Regions from separate parts of the Mus musculus genome. Here regions 1 and 2 are each linked to region 3. Evidence: chromatin contacts called from public promoter capture Hi-C data. All regions are on one chromosome and are shown on one strand. The core of a region is the stretch at or near the end of the contact, and the rest is flanking DNA. Distances in the headings are between cores, read along the strand shown. Region 1 overlaps Wwp2 (WW domain containing E3 ubiquitin protein ligase 2). Region 2 holds the start of Nob1 (NIN1/RPN12 binding protein 1 homolog). Region 3 holds the start of Tmed6 (transmembrane p24 trafficking protein 6).

The links. Promoter capture Hi-C pulls out the DNA fragments that hold promoters and counts their contacts. Capture Hi-C pulls out chosen DNA fragments and counts their contacts.
Region 1: a promoter capture Hi-C map of liver shows a contact between it and region 3, with 3 times the contacts expected there. The contact joins the enhancer-like site here to the promoter of Tmed6 in region 3. A contact is called at or near these places in 2 of 39 promoter capture datasets (fetal liver and liver) and 4 of 9 other capture datasets (adipose tissue, embryonic stem cells, liver and 1 more).
Region 2: a promoter capture Hi-C map of liver shows a contact between it and region 3. The contact joins the promoter of Nob1 here to the promoter of Tmed6 in region 3. A contact is called at or near these places in 13 of 39 promoter capture datasets (the 3T3-L1 cell line, the C10 cell line, the HPC-7 cell line and 9 more), 1 of 15 datasets of contacts at CTCF or cohesin (embryonic stem cells), 4 of 484 Hi-C or Micro-C datasets (Th17 cells, embryonic stem cells, erythroblasts and 1 more), 20 of 115 datasets of contacts at active chromatin or transcription factors (the 230-238 cell line, the NIH/3T3 cell line, T-cell acute lymphoblastic leukemia and 10 more) and 4 of 9 other capture datasets (adipose tissue, embryonic stem cells, liver and 1 more).

What each region holds. Positions count from the first base shown.
Region 1 is chr8:107,461,215-107,463,914 of GRCm38.p6, forward strand. All of the region lies in intron 4 of Wwp2 (WW domain containing E3 ubiquitin protein ligase 2), which reads left to right. Among named protein-coding and RNA genes, the nearest start is that of Gm39241, 13 kb to the left of the region's middle. Within about 2 kb of position 1,442, at least 10 of the 459 cell types and tissues checked have an H3K27ac peak or open chromatin away from gene starts, as enhancers often do. A contact at or near this core is called in liver, where this site is marked.
Region 2 is chr8:107,423,732-107,426,431 of GRCm38.p6, forward strand. It overlaps Nob1 (NIN1/RPN12 binding protein 1 homolog), which reads right to left and starts at 1,307. Exons shown (of 9, transcript NM_026277.3): 1 at 1,235-1,307; 2 at 1,007-1,139. The coding sequence starts at 1,297.
Region 3 is chr8:107,064,352-107,067,051 of GRCm38.p6, forward strand. It overlaps Tmed6 (transmembrane p24 trafficking protein 6), which reads right to left and starts at 1,293. Exons shown (of 4, transcript NM_025458.2): 1 at 1,048-1,293. The coding sequence starts at 1,260.

The sequences.
Region 1 (2,700 bases), core at 192-2,691, 400 kb after region 3:
TGAGCTAAGTCCTCAACTCCTTGTTTTGTTTTTCTTGAGATAGGGTGTCATATAGCCTAGGCTGTCCTTGAACTTGTCACATAGCTGGGGATGACTTGAGCTGATCCTTCTGCTTTAAACTGGGTTATTTCCTATCTGTGATGGGTGATACTGATAATATAACCAGCAATTACAGGGTGGGATTATACTTGGCTTGCGTATTGCATATTGGAGTCCCCCCAGTTCTTCTCAGTACTGGAGATAGAACTCTTGGCCTTAAGCTTGCTAAGTAAGCATCTAACACTGATCTATGAACCTAGCATGCATTTTTACCCCTTAAAAAATTTAAAGACTTATTTATTGTTATATGTAAGTACACTGTTGCTATCTTCAGACATACCAGAAGAGTGTCGGATCTCATTACAGTTGGTTGTGAACCACCATGTGGTTGCTGGGAATTGAACTCAGGACCTCTGGAAGAACAGTTAGTGTTCTTAGCCACTGAGCCATCTCTCCAGCCCCCCTAAATTTATTTCCTTTTATTGTGTGCATGTTTGTAAGTGTATCCATGCAGTCTGGTCACAGAGAATCTATGCCGATCAGCAGACAATTTAAGGGAGTTATTTCTCTTCTCCCACCTCCTGGGCTTCAGGGATTGCCCTCTAGTTTGGGTGGCAAGTCCTTTACCTGCTGAGGTGTTTCCAGGCCCCTCTGATGCCCTTTGGGCATAGCCCCACCCCATATATTTGCTTATATATAATCGTGGGTCAGGTGTGGTGCCACATGCCTGTAATTGTGGCACAATGGAGACAGAGGCAGAAGGATCACTTCAGGTTTGATCTTGGTCTACAGAGTACATACATTCTAGGCCAGCCAAGGTTACACAATGAGAGCCTAACTCAAAAAGCCAAAACAAATAGAACAAAAAACTCAAACTCATCCAGAAACAATAACATTCAGTTTATGATGAACCTGATTTCTTTAAAATCAGAAAAGGCAGAGCAGGAGAACTGGCTCAGTGGTTAGGAGCACTGGATCCTCTTCCAGAGGACCTGGGTTCAGTTCCCAGCACCAGTATGGTAGCTCACAACCTTCTCTAGCTGCAATCTCAGGGTGTCTATCACACTTTTCTGGACTCCCTGGACATTATATACATGTAGCACACAGATATGTATACAGCAAAACATATACATATAAAGTAAAAAAAAAATTAAATCAAAAATTAAAATCAGAATAGAGGCTAGTGTGTAGCTTAGTTGGTAGTGTTTACCTGACACATGTGGGTTCAATCTCTAGCGCCTCATAAAGTGGCCGCTGACACGCCTTGGCTTCATAGCAAGTTCTCTGTCTCAGTAAATGGGCAGATAAATAAATACCAGGAAAGAAATGGCATTGGATCAGTAGCCCCTGCTTTGTTCCCGGGCTGAGGTTGGAGTCCAGGGCTTTGTACACACTAGGCCAGTACTTTGGCCCTGAACTCCACCCAGCCCTTGTTTCTTTCTTCCTCTTGTTGTTCTGACGAGCATCTCATAGCCCATGGTGGCTTTAAAAACTTTATTTTCTGTTGCTCCTTCCTCCAGGGTGAATAACAGCTATGTACTAGTAGGTCCAGGCAGCTCCTGTTTGTTGGTTAGTTGGTTTTTCAGACATCTTTACTCATTAGTTTAGGCTGGCTGTGAACTCACTGTGTAGCCTGGGTTGGTTGGAATTTGTATGATCGATCCTTTGACTTCATCTTTTCAAGTGCTGGGATGACAGGTGTGTGCCACCAGGCTCAACCCATAGATTTTTAAAGCAGCTCCTGGGACCAGAACGTCCTATTAAAAAGGAGATCCTCAGGTCAGCAGACTGCAGAGTCAGAACCGGGAGTGGTGTCTCGTGGTCCTGGTTTTAAGAAACCAGGTTTGGCTCTGAGCTTCACTTTGAGACCTGTTAAAGCTAACTAGTGAAAATAATGTCAGTCCCTGACCTCACAGCACCTTGTGCAGTGGGTTTCTTACCCAGTGGAGTTTGTTCTGGGGCAGCCCCAGCCATGGTGGTCCTCTCTGGGTCCCCTGTGTCTCTGAGCTTTTGTCAGACGCAGGGTCGGGCCCAGACTGGACATGGCTGTCTCAGAGTTCTCAAGAACTTCTCTGGTTCCTCAGTGGTTTTTTTCTCTTTATTTTTATTTTGTTTTGTTTTTGAGACAGGGTCTCCTGGCTGTCCTGGAACTCACTCTGTAGAGCTAGTTAGCTTCAAGCTCGCAGTGATCCTCCTGCCTCTCCTTCCTGAGTGCTGGGATTGAAGGCGCGTGCCACCATGTCCAAACAGGCTTTACTTTCTTCTAAGATTATTTTTACTATTTTCCCTCTGTGCGTATGTGTGTCTGTGTAAGTATATGTACTTGTGTGGGCTCCCTCAGATCAGAAGAGGACATTGGGTCCCTTGGAGCTGGAGTTAACAAGCAGCTGTAAGTTGCCTGACTTAGGTTCTGGGAACTGAACTCTCAGGTTCTCTGGAAGGACCTGTTTTGTTTTGTTTTGTTTTAAATTATTTATGTGTTTTATGCATGTGAGTGCTCTGTCTACATATATATCTGCATGAGCATAACAGAAGAGTGCATCAGATCCGATGATCGTGAGCCACCACGTGGTTGCTGGGATTTGAACTCAGGACCTCTGGAAAAGCAGTCAGTGCTCTTAACCACTGAGCCATCTCCCAAACACGAACTTTTTCCCTTTT
Region 2 (2,700 bases), core at 57-2,556, 360 kb after region 3:
CCCTGTAACTATCAAGTCGGAGGGAAAAGCTACAGAAACCACTGCAGAGCAGGTAGAGCCCTGACCACCATCTGCCTCAGTGACGCCTCCACTCCCTACTAACCTGGATTCCTGAAGAGGACGATGACCCCTAGGCAGCTATTTTTTTTTTTTTTCAGAACTAATGCAAGCCCTAAACACATCCCCTTTCCTTTTTAAAATTTGTTATTTTTGAGATGAGATCTCACTACATATATAGCCCTGGCTTGCTTGGAACCTCTGACTTCAGAGGGCTTGGACTAAAAACATGTGACATCACACTGGGCCCAATCCCCTTTTATTTTTAATATGACAGTCTCACTACCTAGCTCAGGCTGGCCTGGGACCCATGACCCTGAAACCTATCTCCCCGGGACGAAGACTGCACCACTGTCTATATCGTGTGCCTTTTTCTTTTCTTTCTTTATTTATTTTTGTTATTTTCGAGACAGGGTTTCTCTGTGTAGCCCTTGCTGTCCTGGAACTCACTCTGTAGACCAGGCTGGCCTCAAACTCAGAAGAAATCCGCCTGCCTCTGCTTCCCAAGTGCTGGAGTTAAAGGTGTGCGCCACCACGCCCAGCCTGCATGCCTTTTTCTGAGTTGAGGTTGCCTCCACTGGAAACTATAATCACCCTACACACAGGACCACAGATCTAGGTTCTCTATTTGTAATTCACCCAGAGCCTTCTGTATACTTGTAGAGCGCTCTCGCACTGAGTCTTAGGAGTCTACACAACTTTACCTCATGTGTCCAATTTGCTAGACACTTCTCCAAGAGGTATATCCGCATGGTCTTCAGTCCTCGCGGAGGGGAGGCAGATATTATTACTATTTTCACGATAAAGCTTAAAGCCTGTGATACACCGTGGAGCGCACGGCTGGCACTATTAAAGCCAGGCTGAACCGACTGTCTCTAAAACAAACGCTGCCTGCTACCGATCGGGGCGGGTCTGTCTGCCACAAGGCTGGGCCGGGGCACTCACTCACCCAGCCGCACGTACTCTGGGAGAGGCTCCTTGAACCGAAGCTGGTAGGGCAGCACTGCCAGCCGCCTGCGCGTGGCCTTGTCGCGAATCTCTCGCACCACCTCCCGGATGGTGTAGATGTTCTTCCCGATGTCCTGGGGACAGACCGGCCCAGTTATCCCGCTCGCCTGACCCCACACGCATCCCTGGAGGGCCTCAAGCCCAGGCCCCGCGGCGGGATCCCCAGTACCTGCAGAGGCGCGTCCCTCAAGAAAGCTCCGGCATCAGCCACAACGTGCTCCACCGGCGCCATGTTGGCTGTCAAGGACAGACCGCGCATGCGTATGGAGCCTGCGCCGTTCTTGGGTTTGCACAGTAGTCTTCCTCAGACCGGAGGAACAGCTGCTGCGATTTCGCGGCGCCCCCTAGCGGCCACCGGCCACCCCTTCAGGACTGCGCGCATACACAGCCGCGCCGCTTGCCCTGCCTGGGGGGCTATGTGCATGATTAAAGTTGAGGGACTCCTTAAGTAATCGTCCTCGGAATTCATAGAACTTTCTTTACTTTTAAAGGAAAAACCTGTAGATATGGCATATGGTTGAAAGTCAGTAGCTAGAAACAACAAATCACAACAAATCAGTAGGGTATATTCGATTTTACAAGCAAGGAAGCCAAGCTGACTTGGCCAGATAACCTCCGAACTGACTTGAAACCACTTTTTAAAATCCGTTGTGTTATACAGCCACGCAGTCCTACTTTATTTGAATATCTTGGGACAATGGCTGTATTACTTTATACCTTTGCCCCATCTCCCTAAGCAAGGCACATGATTTTCTAGAAAATCGAACAGAAGGGGTAGTAATGACTATTAATGACTTCCGATTTTCCTTTCAATTCTGGGATTAGGAGATCTGGGCTACTACATGCTGGCAACGCTGATCTGAGCCTTTAGCAACTGCTTTCATTTACTCATCTGTCCCGTATCAAAAACCCTTCAGTGCCGGGATGGTACCTTCGTCTGACTTAAATATTTTCTGCATCCCCAAACATCTTAAATTACACGGGGGGTGGGGTGGGGGAGCATTCCAGGTGCTCCTGTGGGGGCTGGAAGACAACCACAGGAGTCAGTTATCTCCTTCTGCTAAGAGACTGCTATGGGGGCCGGGCGTGGTGGCGCACGCCTTTAATCCCAGCACTGGGGAGGCAGAGGCAGGCGGATTTCTGAGTTCGAGGCCAGCCTGGTCTACAAAGTGAGGTCCAGGACAGCCAGGGCTACACAGAGAAACCCTGTCTCGAAAAACAAAACAAAAAAAAAAAAAAAAAAAAAAAAAAAAAGAGAGAGAGACTGCTATGGAATACAGGTTCTCAGGCTAGGCAGGTAAAGATGCAACTTGCTGCCTCTTCATAGCCCTGGCTGTCCTTGAACTCAGAGATCTGCCTCCTTCTACCTCTCTTGCTCTGGGATTAAAGTTGTGACCACCAAACCTAATCCCCAAATATTTTATATCACCAATCTTCCTACCCCTCAATCGCTCCAATCTCTAGCTTCCAACAGTGCTGCCTGTTCTGAAATAAGACCCCAGTTGAAGACTATCCAACTTTATGGAAAATTTTCTCAGTGTTTTGGAATCCTTTCTCAGCTAGCTCCACTCCTCTGCAGGAGCTGACACTGCCTACTGTAGCTTCTTTCAGGATTTAGCTGGTTTTGGTGATTCT
Region 3 (2,700 bases), core at 43-2,542:
GATTTCTGAGTTTGAGACCAGCCTGGTCTACAGAAAGAACAAACAAACAAACAAACAAAACAAACCAGCAAGGACTGATGCTGTATCTTGTTTGAGGCCAGTGCCTGGGCTACATGAGATCCTGTCTCCCCAAGAGCCCCCACAACCTAAAAACAAAAAACCAACAAAAAAACCAAAGTTACCTCTAACTTTAATATTAAGGTCCTTGGTGGCCTAAGCCCCTTTGGGTGTACTTGCCCAAGGGATAGGCACCTTCCAAAGAGGAACAGAATTGTCTGGGTGCATAGACAAAGCTTTGAGCCGGTTATTCTACAGGTTGTTAGGATTAGCACATGCAGGAGGTCTGACCTTATCTCACCCCATGAACTCAAGTGATTTCACTTAAAATCTATTATGGGACCCTTTTCTGTCTCTCTCTTGTTTCTTCTTTCTTTTTCTTTTTTTCTGTTTTTTTTTTCTTTTTTTTTTTTTTTTCTTTCAAGACAGGGTTTTTCTGTATAGCCCTGGCTGTCCTGGAACTCACTTTGTAGACCAGACTGGCCTCGAACTCAGAAATCTGCCTGCCTCTGCCTCCCAAGGGCTGGGACTAAAGGTGTGTGCCACCACTGCCAGGCTCGTTTCTTCTTTATTGACAAGTTTCTCTGTGTAGCCCTGACTGTCCTGGAACTCACTCTGTAGACCAAGCTGACCTTGAATTTAGAGATCCCCCTGCCTCTGCTTCCTGAGTTCTGGGATTAAAGGTGTGTGCCCCACAATTATGTGACTATTTTAGCACGTGTTGTCTTTCCTCATATCCGAGGAAAGCTAAAGGTTGCCTCTCTTGTCCATTGGATTGGAACACACTTCTGTAGCTTCCAGTTCTAGACCAAGCCATATGCTTTAGCTCCCGTTGCTGGCTGTTCATCCAAGTCTCACCCAGAGTTGCTCTCTAACTGAAGGTCCACTTGATTCACAAGTGGCAGCCACAGCCTCATAGAGAACCAGACCTTGGCTTCATCAAAAGCCTGGCTCACTTTATAAAAGGTATGGCCAGAGGCCTCCACGCACCTCGTAGCTGAAGTAGAGGTATCCCATCTGGTCAGCAAATTGCCAGAAACATTCGATGGCTCCTGGAGAGACCACGATGGCAAAGTCATTCCGATCAGCTCCACGGAAGAGTGGCTGGTCCTTGGAGCCGTGTAGGGGATCTGTCTCCTGGCTCTTAACAGAAGTCACGAGGCTCAGAACTACCAGCTCAGCCACGAGGAGCAAAGGGAACATGCTGCCTTCTGTGGGTTCTTCTGCAGGTGAGCTGCTCACAATCCCGTGGAAAGGAAGTCAGCCAAGCAGCCAGCTAATCATTAACCCCACACGCCACACTTAGGACCAGTTTCAGAGCCATTGTAGATCTTCTGTAATACAGGTGCCATGCACCACAATGCCCCCCCCCCCCTCCGTTGGTGCAGTGCAGGGTCTCCTATGTAACCACACTGTTCTTTAAATATTTCTTTCATGTATACTGGTGCTTTGTCTATGTGTACACCTGCATGCCAGAAGAGGGCATCGAACCCCATGGGACTACAGTTATAGAGGGTTGTGAGGCGCCATGTGGGTTCAATTCCCAGCACCCAGGACCTCCAGAAGAGCAGCCAGTGCTCTTAACCACTGAGCCTCTCTCCAGGCTGGTCTTGAACTCAGAAATCTGCCTGCCTCTGGGTGCTGAGATCAAAGACATTGCCCACCACACCCAGCTACATAAACATTTTAGTGTACGAAGAAGTAGTGCCGGCTGCTTTTATGTCAACTTGATACAAGCTATACTCATCTGAGATGAGGGAGCCTCATTTGAGAAAACGCCTCCATAAAATCAGGCTCCAGGCAAGCCCGTAGGGAATTGATGGGGTTAGTGATTGATGGGGGAGGGCCCACTGCGCTGTGGGTGGGGCCACTCACAGGCTGCTGGTCCACCCACTGCGCTGTGGGTGGGGCCACTCACAGGCTGCTGGTCCTGGTCTCTATAAGAAGACAGAGCAAGAACTGGAGAAAGGGCTCATAAACAGCAGCAGTGCTCCACATCCTCTGCATCAGCTCCTTCCTGCAGGTCCACGTCCTGCATTGAGTTCGTGTCCTGGCTTCCTTCATTGATGAGCTGTGATGTGGAAGCCGAAGCCAAATTAAACCCTTTCCTCCCCAAGGAGCTTTTGGTCATGGTGTTTATCACAGCGGTAGAAACCCAAGCTAAGGGTGAACAAGGTGGTCCACCCCTCCTCTGACTCTCTCCTGCCTGATTGGAAAGCTCTGGAGTTTCTCCAAACCCTGAGACCTTCCATCTCTTCTTCTACTCGTGACTTCTTTGGCACCCACAGAGAGGGAAAAACTATCCAAAATCCTCTATAAAACCATTATATATTCCTGGTCCCATGGGAATAGTTGGCGAAGCTGGAGTCCTCACGTTCTAAGACGGTTTCTCAAGTTGTTGGTTTACAAACTCTAACTCCTGTAACTGTGTGTGAGTGTGTAGCAGGTAAAATAGGATTTCACAGTGTAGACCCAAGCCGGGTCAGCATTAGCCCAAGAGGCTAACATTTTTATTTCAGGAAGTCTATGACGGTCTGGGTAATAAATGCTGCTGGCAGTCTCAGGTACTTGATGCTTGGTCTCCAGTTGGTGGTACTGTTTGCTTAGTTGGTGGTACTGTTTAGTTGGTGGTACTGTTTGTTT